Regions from separate parts of the Mus musculus genome. Here all the other regions are linked to region 3. A link is a contact called in public HiChIP or PLAC-seq data. All regions are on one chromosome and are shown on one strand. The core of a region is the stretch at or near the end of the contact, and the rest is flanking DNA. Distances in the headings are between cores, read along the strand shown.

Region 1 (2,700 bases), core at 145-2,644, 260 kb after region 3:
CTACTGCAAAAGAAGTTTTCTTCTCATTAACAATAACTGTGTCCATTGGCCAACCAGCCTGTTGATGCAGGGTCTCACCATCTTGCCAAACAGGCAGGCTGAGCAAGAAAGGGGAAAGAAGAATTGCCCTGTTTGTGGCTGAAAATGGGATTTCAGAGGAGGCAGGGTCCTGCTGCTGCTCTGTGTCCCTCAGTTGTAGACCATCAGTGCATCCCAGTCACCAATAATCCATACACGCACTGCGGGTCACAGAGTTACCAGCCAACCAATGTCGGTTGTGCAGATAAATGTAAACAAGGAACCTCGTTTCCAAGGAATCTCATTCCCAAGCATTCAAGAAAACTAGCAATAGATATGAAAACTACGTCTTGGATAGGATTTCCTTTGAGGAACTTAGGTCACCAGGTATGGTGGCATTTGCTTTTGGTCTCAGCAGAGGCAGGGGAATCTCTGCAAGTTCCTGGTTCTGGCTAGCCAGGGCAACATAGTGAGACTCTGTCTCAAGAAAAAACAAACATAAAAGCAAACAAGCAGCCAGAAAGTACTTCTCATGTAAGCATGGAGCCTTGAGTTAGAATTCCCAGCCCCCACATAAAATCTGGACCCAGGATTTAATCCAGGATCTGGAGAAGTGGAGGTCAAAGGTCACAGCCAGCCTGGTTAGCTGAACTGATGAATGTGGGATCAATAAGAGACGTTGTCTCAAAGATAACATGGGTGAGCCAGTGATGTTGCTCAGTGTGAAGGCACTTGCCACCAACCCAGACAGTCTGAGTTCGATCCCTGGGACTCACAGAGTGGAGGAAACAAAATGACTCCTGAAAGAAAGCGGTTGTCCTCCAGCTTTTGCGCAGAGGCTGTGCTGTGCACACCCACACACCTGTAAGTAATAGTGTAATTTTTAAAATAAGGTGGAGAGTGACCAGGGAAGACACCTATAACCTGCGCTCTCTACACACAGATACACAACTGTGGATGCACAGAGAGTGGGGAAGCAAGGGGGAGGGGAGAGCGGTGTGGGGAGAGGAGAGGGGGAGAGCACACACCAGTAATTAAGATCTCAGTTCCACTTCCCCATGCCCTTCAAGCAAATATTCAAGTATTCCCCAGTGTGGGCTCTCCCTAGGTGGTATTGGATGGCTCCTTCTGACAGCTCATTCACTCTGTCCTCTCTGGGTCACTTCTCAATGTGTACATACATACACTCCATGTCAACTGGGTCAAAGTCCCTTTCTGCTTTTCACTTGGAAAGAAAAATAAAAACAAATGCAAGGAATGCAGAGTAGGACAGCAGCAGGGAATGCCAGCCCTGGCCTTCATTAGAAGAGCCAGCTCTATTTTTACCTCATTTGTTTACTTAGCATCCTGTCACGGGACCGGATCTCTGCTATCCCATAACGGGTGGAGCACGCAGCATGTCTGCCTCAGTCAGGAGTCCAGCTGCTGTACGAGCATGTACATGTGCACACCTGCCAGAAAGGACCCTCTCTTCGGCTGCTGTTAAGTTCAGTCATGTGACTGCTTGTGGACATTAATGCTCACTTGCTCTCTGTTTCTCTTTTAATTAACTAAACTTAATTCTGAACATTTGCTGATATACAGAAGATTAAGAAAACAGAGAGAGCGGCGCCTGACCTCGCCTCAACTGGCCCTGCTGTTAACAGCCCCATGAGCCTGGTGTGTCTATTATCCTGAACTTGCTTTTGATGCCTTACCAGATACTAATGTCCACAGAGTCTGCCCCGCTTTCTACAGTTCTGTGGAACACCAATGCTCTGTTGTGTATATGCATCCGCCAGGAGCCACATAGTGGCAGATGGAATCGAGGCATTGTCCTAAGCACCTAAATGATTCACCTATTAAACCCTCTTCCCCTCCCCCAACCCTCAGCCCTGCATCCTAGAATTCTCCAGAAGGACAGAGTCCACGTGCATGCATATCTGCATCTATAGAGATATCTCTATAGATGCAGATAGGTCAGGGGCTTAAGGTCTCTGCTTACATGACTATCTATGGTGACCAAAAAAATCCATCAGTCTGAAGACATCATAGTATGACAGACACAGTGGAGTTTCAGAGGCAGGGAACCCAAAAGTAGAGCTCTGGGGTCAGGGAGAAAAGCCTGAGACGCTGAAAAGGCTGTGGTAAATCCTAAGTCCAAACACTGGAGCGCCTGTGGGGTACTGCTACCAAGTACCAGGAAACAGTGGAGCAGGTTCAACACGGGGGCCTCATGGGACCCATCCCAGTTCCTCGGAGCTCCAGGTTTATAACAAATGGACAAGAAAGGCCACCCAACCTCAGACCCTACAGGGATAAGGATCTGATTGGTCCATCTGACTGCTATCCAGACAAGTCAGGGATGCTGGCTGAAAGTGAGAAGCTAGCAGAAGATGGAGGTGACCAGGATCCACCTCAAGCCTCAGTATCAGCTACAGTAACAACAGCTTAATGCAGTTCACCAGTTAGTTACAGCTCATGTAAGTTCCCAGGAAATGAGACAAATTAGAACCAGCAGGATAGAATACTCCGCTCTGACAGCATGACACCAAAGGCTGCTCTCTGCTCCGAACCCCTCTACAAGGCTAGAACCTTGTGCCCAAGCTGCTGGGACTATCACCACTAATGAATGGCTCCTGGCTGAGTTCCTGCCACAGAGAGCTCCTTAGTTACACTCCCTTCCAGTAAGTCGGACAAAAC
Region 2 (2,700 bases), core at 184-2,683, 500 kb before region 3:
AGCAGCCAGTGCTCTTAACCGCTGAGCCATCTGTCCAGCTCCCAAGAGTTTATTTTTCTTAATTTATCTACTAACCATACCAGAAGTCTTCCCTTGGGCTGCCCTAATACTAGCCACACTAGCAAATACAATGAATAAAGTCCCATCTTCCTGGACCCAGGCTTTATAAACCAGCACTCCATGTATGTTAGTATCTGACAGCAGGGCTGGCAGGTATTCCTGACCAGACACAGGCATGGTGGCACTTGCCTCTTGGAGTACGGCACTCTTCTCCAGGTGCTGGAGGGGGTTGGAGCCTCCACCTGCAGTGCACAGAGAAGACTGATTACGGTTGTGATCTTGAATGAACTGCTTTTCTCCTTTTTCCTGTGCTGACACAGACTCTCATGTATCGCATGCTAGCCTTTAACTCAAAATGTAGCAGAGGTCGGCTCTTGTGCATCTGATCTTCCCGCCTCGGCCTCCTGGTTTACATGGTACTGTGGATCATACACAGGGCTTCACCCAAGCTAAGCAAGCACTCTATCAACTGAGTTACAGCCCCGAACTGTGACCCTAAACCTGCCAAACACGAGGAAGAGAGAAGGAAGTCTCTATCATCTACCAGAGGCCGTCAAGGCTCTCTCACAGTCACCTAAGCATTCTTTCTGAGCATTTTAGGGTTCAATAATTGGCACTGATCTATGCAACCAGAACTTAAATGAATCTATGTGTCGGAGACAACCAACACTAACTAACCTGTGACTGAGTTTCCCTGACAGCAGATATTACATTAAAAAATTATGCATGCGATTATCTGGTTACTGTCTGGGCTCTCCATCCTAACATTCCTATTGCAGGCATCTAGTATCGAACTTGCTTTAGCTACTGTAATATTATGATCAGTGAGGTGCCTGATGTTCAGTAATTGTAGTTTATTGAATGAATGAAACGGTCAGGGTTATTAACTGTAGGACTGGTTACACCCAGATAGGCAAAGAATTATCGCAGCAAATACCAAGAGGTCGGGTGAAATGCAAGGTAACATCCAGCCTGGGAACCTCCTCTGACAAGATGGGGAAACTGAGGCCCAGAGAGGAGTGTTACCCGCACAAGGTCACGCAGAAATCCTGGCCAGAGCTGGAGAGGGCAAACAGCACGTTTCCTCCGAGAACAGATATAGATGGACCTGCGCACAAGCCCCTGCCCCTCTTGGGCCTCGGATCTGGCTCTGACAGAGGCCCGGAAGAAGGAAGCCAAGGAAGGTCCCATGAACCCCTACGAGGATCTGACCTCCCCAGGTCTTTCAAGGGGCCCTCACCAGACTCCTCGTCCTTCTTGTCGAATTTCTTCAACATGGTGTCAGCGGTAGCTCCACGCAGCAGGAAGATGCTCAGAGTAGCGGTGAGAACAGCTTCTCCCTGCGGCTTCCGTACTCCCGCCCGCCACGTCGCCCTGAGCACTGCACTATGGACTGCGCCTGCGCACTCTGTTGTCTGCGCCTGCGCACAACTGCGCCCACCTTTTTCATTGCCTGTCCGGAGATTGCCAAAACCTAGGTGGAAGAGGGCGGAAGGGGAGGGGTGAGACCCAGGAAAGTGGGCGTGGCTAGACACTGGAGGCGGAGCCTAGACCTGCGGTTGCGGGTGCTCCGCTTCTGCGCCCCCTTGTGGTCCTGTGGCTGCTGTGTTTGCAGTTACCCCTGGCTGAATTTAAAGGGCATTCTGATGGGAGGGTTGCATGCAGCACGCTGACCCCATACATGTTCCCTGCTACTCTTTATTGTCATTTTCCGGAAGTAAGTCTCACTAATAGGTTATTTTTCCGCCACCGGTAAAATGAGCCAATTCAAGTCAGGTTAGAATATTTTAAGGGCAAATTTATTGGGAAGCTGCTCTCAAACAAGTTCACTGGCCCCAAGGATTGAGGCCAGAGGAGTCACCATGACAGAGATGGTGGTGAGAGGGAAAAGGGCATCTGTTGCTAGCCAAGGAACCGATTCCATCCGAGTCTAGCTTTGTAAGGCAATGAATAGAGTTATGTACATTTGTGCTTTAACATTGAGATATAACTGGACATAGCGAGTAATTTCAACACTCATGAGGCAGAGAAAGGAGGATGAGAAGTTCAAGGCCATCCCCCTGCACCAGACCTACATGACTTCCACCTCAAAAAATAGAGCCAATGAGATGGCTCAGCCGCTAAGTTAAGGTGCTTGCTGCCAAGTCTGAGGGCCAGGTTCAGTTGTGAAAATTATTAAATGAGTCTTTTCTACCAAATACTATAAAACTTGTGGTTTGACAAGGAATTCAAATATTGTTGCTGACAAATTGGCCCACAGAGAAGATGAGTATTAGGCAAGGGGAGAGGGTGAGGCAAGCCAAGCCAGATAGTTAGGGGAATTTAGCAGCTCTGACTTGATAGCAATCAGGCCATTTCTGTAACTCTGACTTACTTATTAGAGATCAGGCCATTTCTGTTGCTCTGACTGACTAGCAACCAAGAGCGTCTTTATTTACACAAGTTTCACAGAACAAAGACAAGCTAATGATTATCCAGTAGTACAAAATATGTCTGACTTATCATTACATAACCAGGGTTAAAAGCTCAGTTACAAATAGAAAATATAAACAACAGATTTTATTCTTATTATCTGCCCTATAACACCAATTTAAAGAATCTAAAGACTGTCTCCTCCAAAACAAACACACTTACTATGTG
Region 3 (2,700 bases), core at 89-2,588:
AAACACAGAAGACCTTGGGTGGTGGCATAGAATTAGAACCTTTGCCCTTTTTGATCTGCAGCTGAATATAAATTAACTCTAAAGGACATTGTGGTTGGAAGGAAATACATACAGTTTGATCCTTTGAAGTCCAGAAATTCGAACTCACATTTTAGCTGTGCAGTCATAGTACTGGCTAGTGCAGAGGTAGGAGTTGAATGTGATTGGCACCATTAATCTGTCTTCATTTGCAAAATGGTTAACAGCGCAGTTCCTCCCAACCCACACCACTGGCACTACAAAGCTGAAATCATGACTGTGGTATTGGCCTATAAGTTCTATTTATAAGGCACATATAAACACATGTAGTTATATTTCCTTGTAATCTTCTGTAATCTGTTTTGCTGACACAGTGGTGGCTGAGTATGTGGGCCGTGTGTTGTTTTTTATAAAGTATCAGGAACACTGCAGATGGGATTATGGTGTTATCTCAACCCTGAGTGACCTGGCAGTTTCCAAAGCCTAGCTATTTGCTCTTCCCATAGCCAAATTGCACCGAGCCCAGTCAGGGCTGAGCTGCCTGCCTGCCTTCCTTGCTCTGATCACGTTGATGCCCAGGGTCATCTCTGTAATCCTCCTCTTGAAAGAAATGTCTGACTCTAGGGAATTGAATTTCATCCAGACGTCTGGGGCGCCACCAATCAGAGCTTGAAAAAACAAGTGTGTGAAAGCCCTTGAATTGGTGCTACTGTGTGAGGGTCAGAGTTCCTCATGTCTCAGTAGTTCTGCAGCAAGTCAAAGGTTTTGTTTGGTTTGGTTTGGTTTGATTTGGTAGAAAAACTACCCTGAAATGAAGAGGCAAACCAGAAAATCCACATTAGTGGGACCAAGCATCAGAGAGTTCACTGGGACCTGAGCTACGTCAGACAGAGAGGGCATTGAAGAAATGAATAGAGATGAAGTTGGTGGAGGCAGAGGGTGCAGAGCAAACTGTGTGATCTGTGTTTGGATGAGGAAGGGACAAGACTGTTTGCCAATCAATAATCTTGTAAATCAGTTTGTCTCTTGGGTTTTATGAGGTTTCTTCGACCCGCTCTCACTGTTAGGAAAAGAATACTTTTCAGAAATCAAGAAGTTCAAGTGTGATCCCCTTGATTTTGTATCAGCAGCTTATAAGTCCTTACACAGTGGCTCTGGGGTCAGGAGTACACGAGCCACAAAGACCTATTCTTATCCAGTGTTTGCCTTGGAACCTGCCGAGCTATTGAGAGAAAGAAAAACACTCGGATCTAGTAAAAGGAAATGATAACCGTAATTACATAACTAGCTTTCCCCCTAATGGTTTCTGGATCGTAGATAACCAGTCCCTGAGCCCCTTATCATAGTGAGACCTGAGAGGCTGAAGTCTATATAAACTAGACTTGGGAAATGAACGGATCATAGAAAATTGTATTATGCATGCCGTTGCATTCGCTGGAGAGAGACAACATGAGACGCCTTGTGAGTACATCTTTAACTTTGAATGTGGAGCATATATATATCCCAGTCAGACCAGCCAAGGAGGTCTGGATCCTCCCTGCCCCAGGAACTGTTCAAATCAACCCAGGCAGAATTTTCAAACGATGATTGGGTGTGCAATCTTCTGTTGGCACTTCTGTTTTGGAGAATCTGAAGGAAGGGTGTCCTCTAATGGAATCAATAACTAATTTCTTAAAAGTCAAGACTCTTTGGAGGCCAGGTAGATACTCATATGCTGGAGTCTTGTCTGCAGTGGTTTTCCGTATTTACAAATTGCCAGTGGGGAATAGCTTAGATGCATGTGGGGCCAGCTGGGATAGAGTGCTTTTTGTCCCTCTGGCTTTTTTAAGACAAGGCCTCATTCTGTAGTCCAGGCTACTTTGACTCGCTGTGGCTTGTCTCAGACTTTCCAAATCCTCCATCTAAGTCTCCTGGGTGCTGGCATTCAAGGCAGGCACGACCACATCCAGCTTTCACTAAAGCAGCTTCACCCTCTGCAGCTCTGTGTCTATGGCAGCTGCGCTGCACTGCACTGTGGTGATGATAACACTGTAGAATAGCCGCTTCCTTTGACTTTCAGGGGCCCCGTTTGTTACTGAAGCCAGATGCCGACTTTTCATGGATGTTAAGAGAAGGGAGGACCCTGCCAGTCCCACTTGTCATGATGGGTGCACTTGAGCTGGGCCAGCCTCAAGTACACAAGAAACTATGGCTAGCTTAACCCAGCCCCCTATTCTTTTATTAATGTCTGCTGCAGAAAACTCCCTTGATGGGCAGAGCACACCACATAGAGGAACTGAACAACTTAAATATTTTAAGGCCTAGGTACATTCTAACATAATTTCCCCCAAAATAGTATGCAAATAACAGTGAGTAGCTTTCTTCTTAGGCAAGGTAAGAGAATTCAGAGGAAAGGAAGCCTGGAGGGTGTCAGTTTCCAGGGGGGATGGAGGGTGGGCAGAGGCGGAATAGGGCTGACTGTGAGATTTGGGGTTTGGATCAAGAGCTGGAGTAGAGGATGTGCCCAGCCCTGGAAGTAGAGAGGTAGCACAAAAAGGAAGAGTGGGAGGCCTGAGCTATAGTGGTCCAGGCTGATCCTACCCTGTCAGGTTGGCTAAATCTATCCCAGTGATTGACAGTAGAAGCCACATAGGAGTGTCCTTGAGTGACTGACAAAACCTTGCCTCCTGAGCAGCAGGCACA

The links. HiChIP or PLAC-seq counts read pairs in DNA pulled down with a chosen protein or histone mark.
Region 1: a FOXA1 HiChIP or PLAC-seq map of pancreatic cancer cells shows a contact between it and region 3. The contact joins the enhancer-like site here to the promoter of Gkn3 in region 3. A contact is called at or near these places in 6 of 39 promoter capture datasets (the 3T3-L1 cell line, HPC-7-derived erythroid cells, frontonasal cranial neural crest and 2 more), 1 of 15 datasets of contacts at CTCF or cohesin (the NIH/3T3 cell line), 5 of 484 Hi-C or Micro-C datasets (the HL-1 cell line, bone marrow-derived macrophages, ganglionic eminence and 2 more), 8 of 115 datasets of contacts at active chromatin or transcription factors (double positive thymocytes, embryonic basal ganglia, embryonic hindbrain and 5 more) and 4 of 9 other capture datasets (adipose tissue, embryonic stem cells, liver and 1 more).
Region 2: a contact with region 3 is called in a FOXA1 HiChIP or PLAC-seq map of pancreatic cancer cells. The contact joins the promoter of Copg1 here to the promoter of Gkn3 in region 3. A contact is called at or near these places in 2 of 115 datasets of contacts at active chromatin or transcription factors (large pre-B cells and pancreatic cancer cells).

Annotation. Positions count from the first base shown.
Region 1 is chr6:87,125,930-87,128,629 of GRCm38.p6, reverse strand. No RefSeq gene overlaps it. Among named protein-coding and RNA genes, the nearest start is that of D6Ertd527e, 23 kb to the right of the region's middle. Within about 2 kb of position 1,394, at least 35 of the 459 cell types and tissues checked have an H3K27ac peak or open chromatin away from gene starts, as enhancers often do. A contact at or near this core is called in the HL-1 cell line, liver and pancreatic cancer cells, where this site is marked.
Region 2 is chr6:87,886,673-87,889,372 of GRCm38.p6, reverse strand. It overlaps Copg1 (coatomer protein complex, subunit gamma 1), which reads right to left and starts at 1,433. Exons shown (of 24, transcript NM_017477.2): 1 at 1,301-1,433; 2 at 250-302. The coding sequence starts at 1,337.
Region 3 is chr6:87,387,573-87,390,272 of GRCm38.p6, reverse strand. It overlaps Gkn3 (gastrokine 3), which reads left to right and starts at 1,338. Exons shown (of 6, transcript NM_026860.1): 1 at 1,338-1,479. The coding sequence starts at 1,438.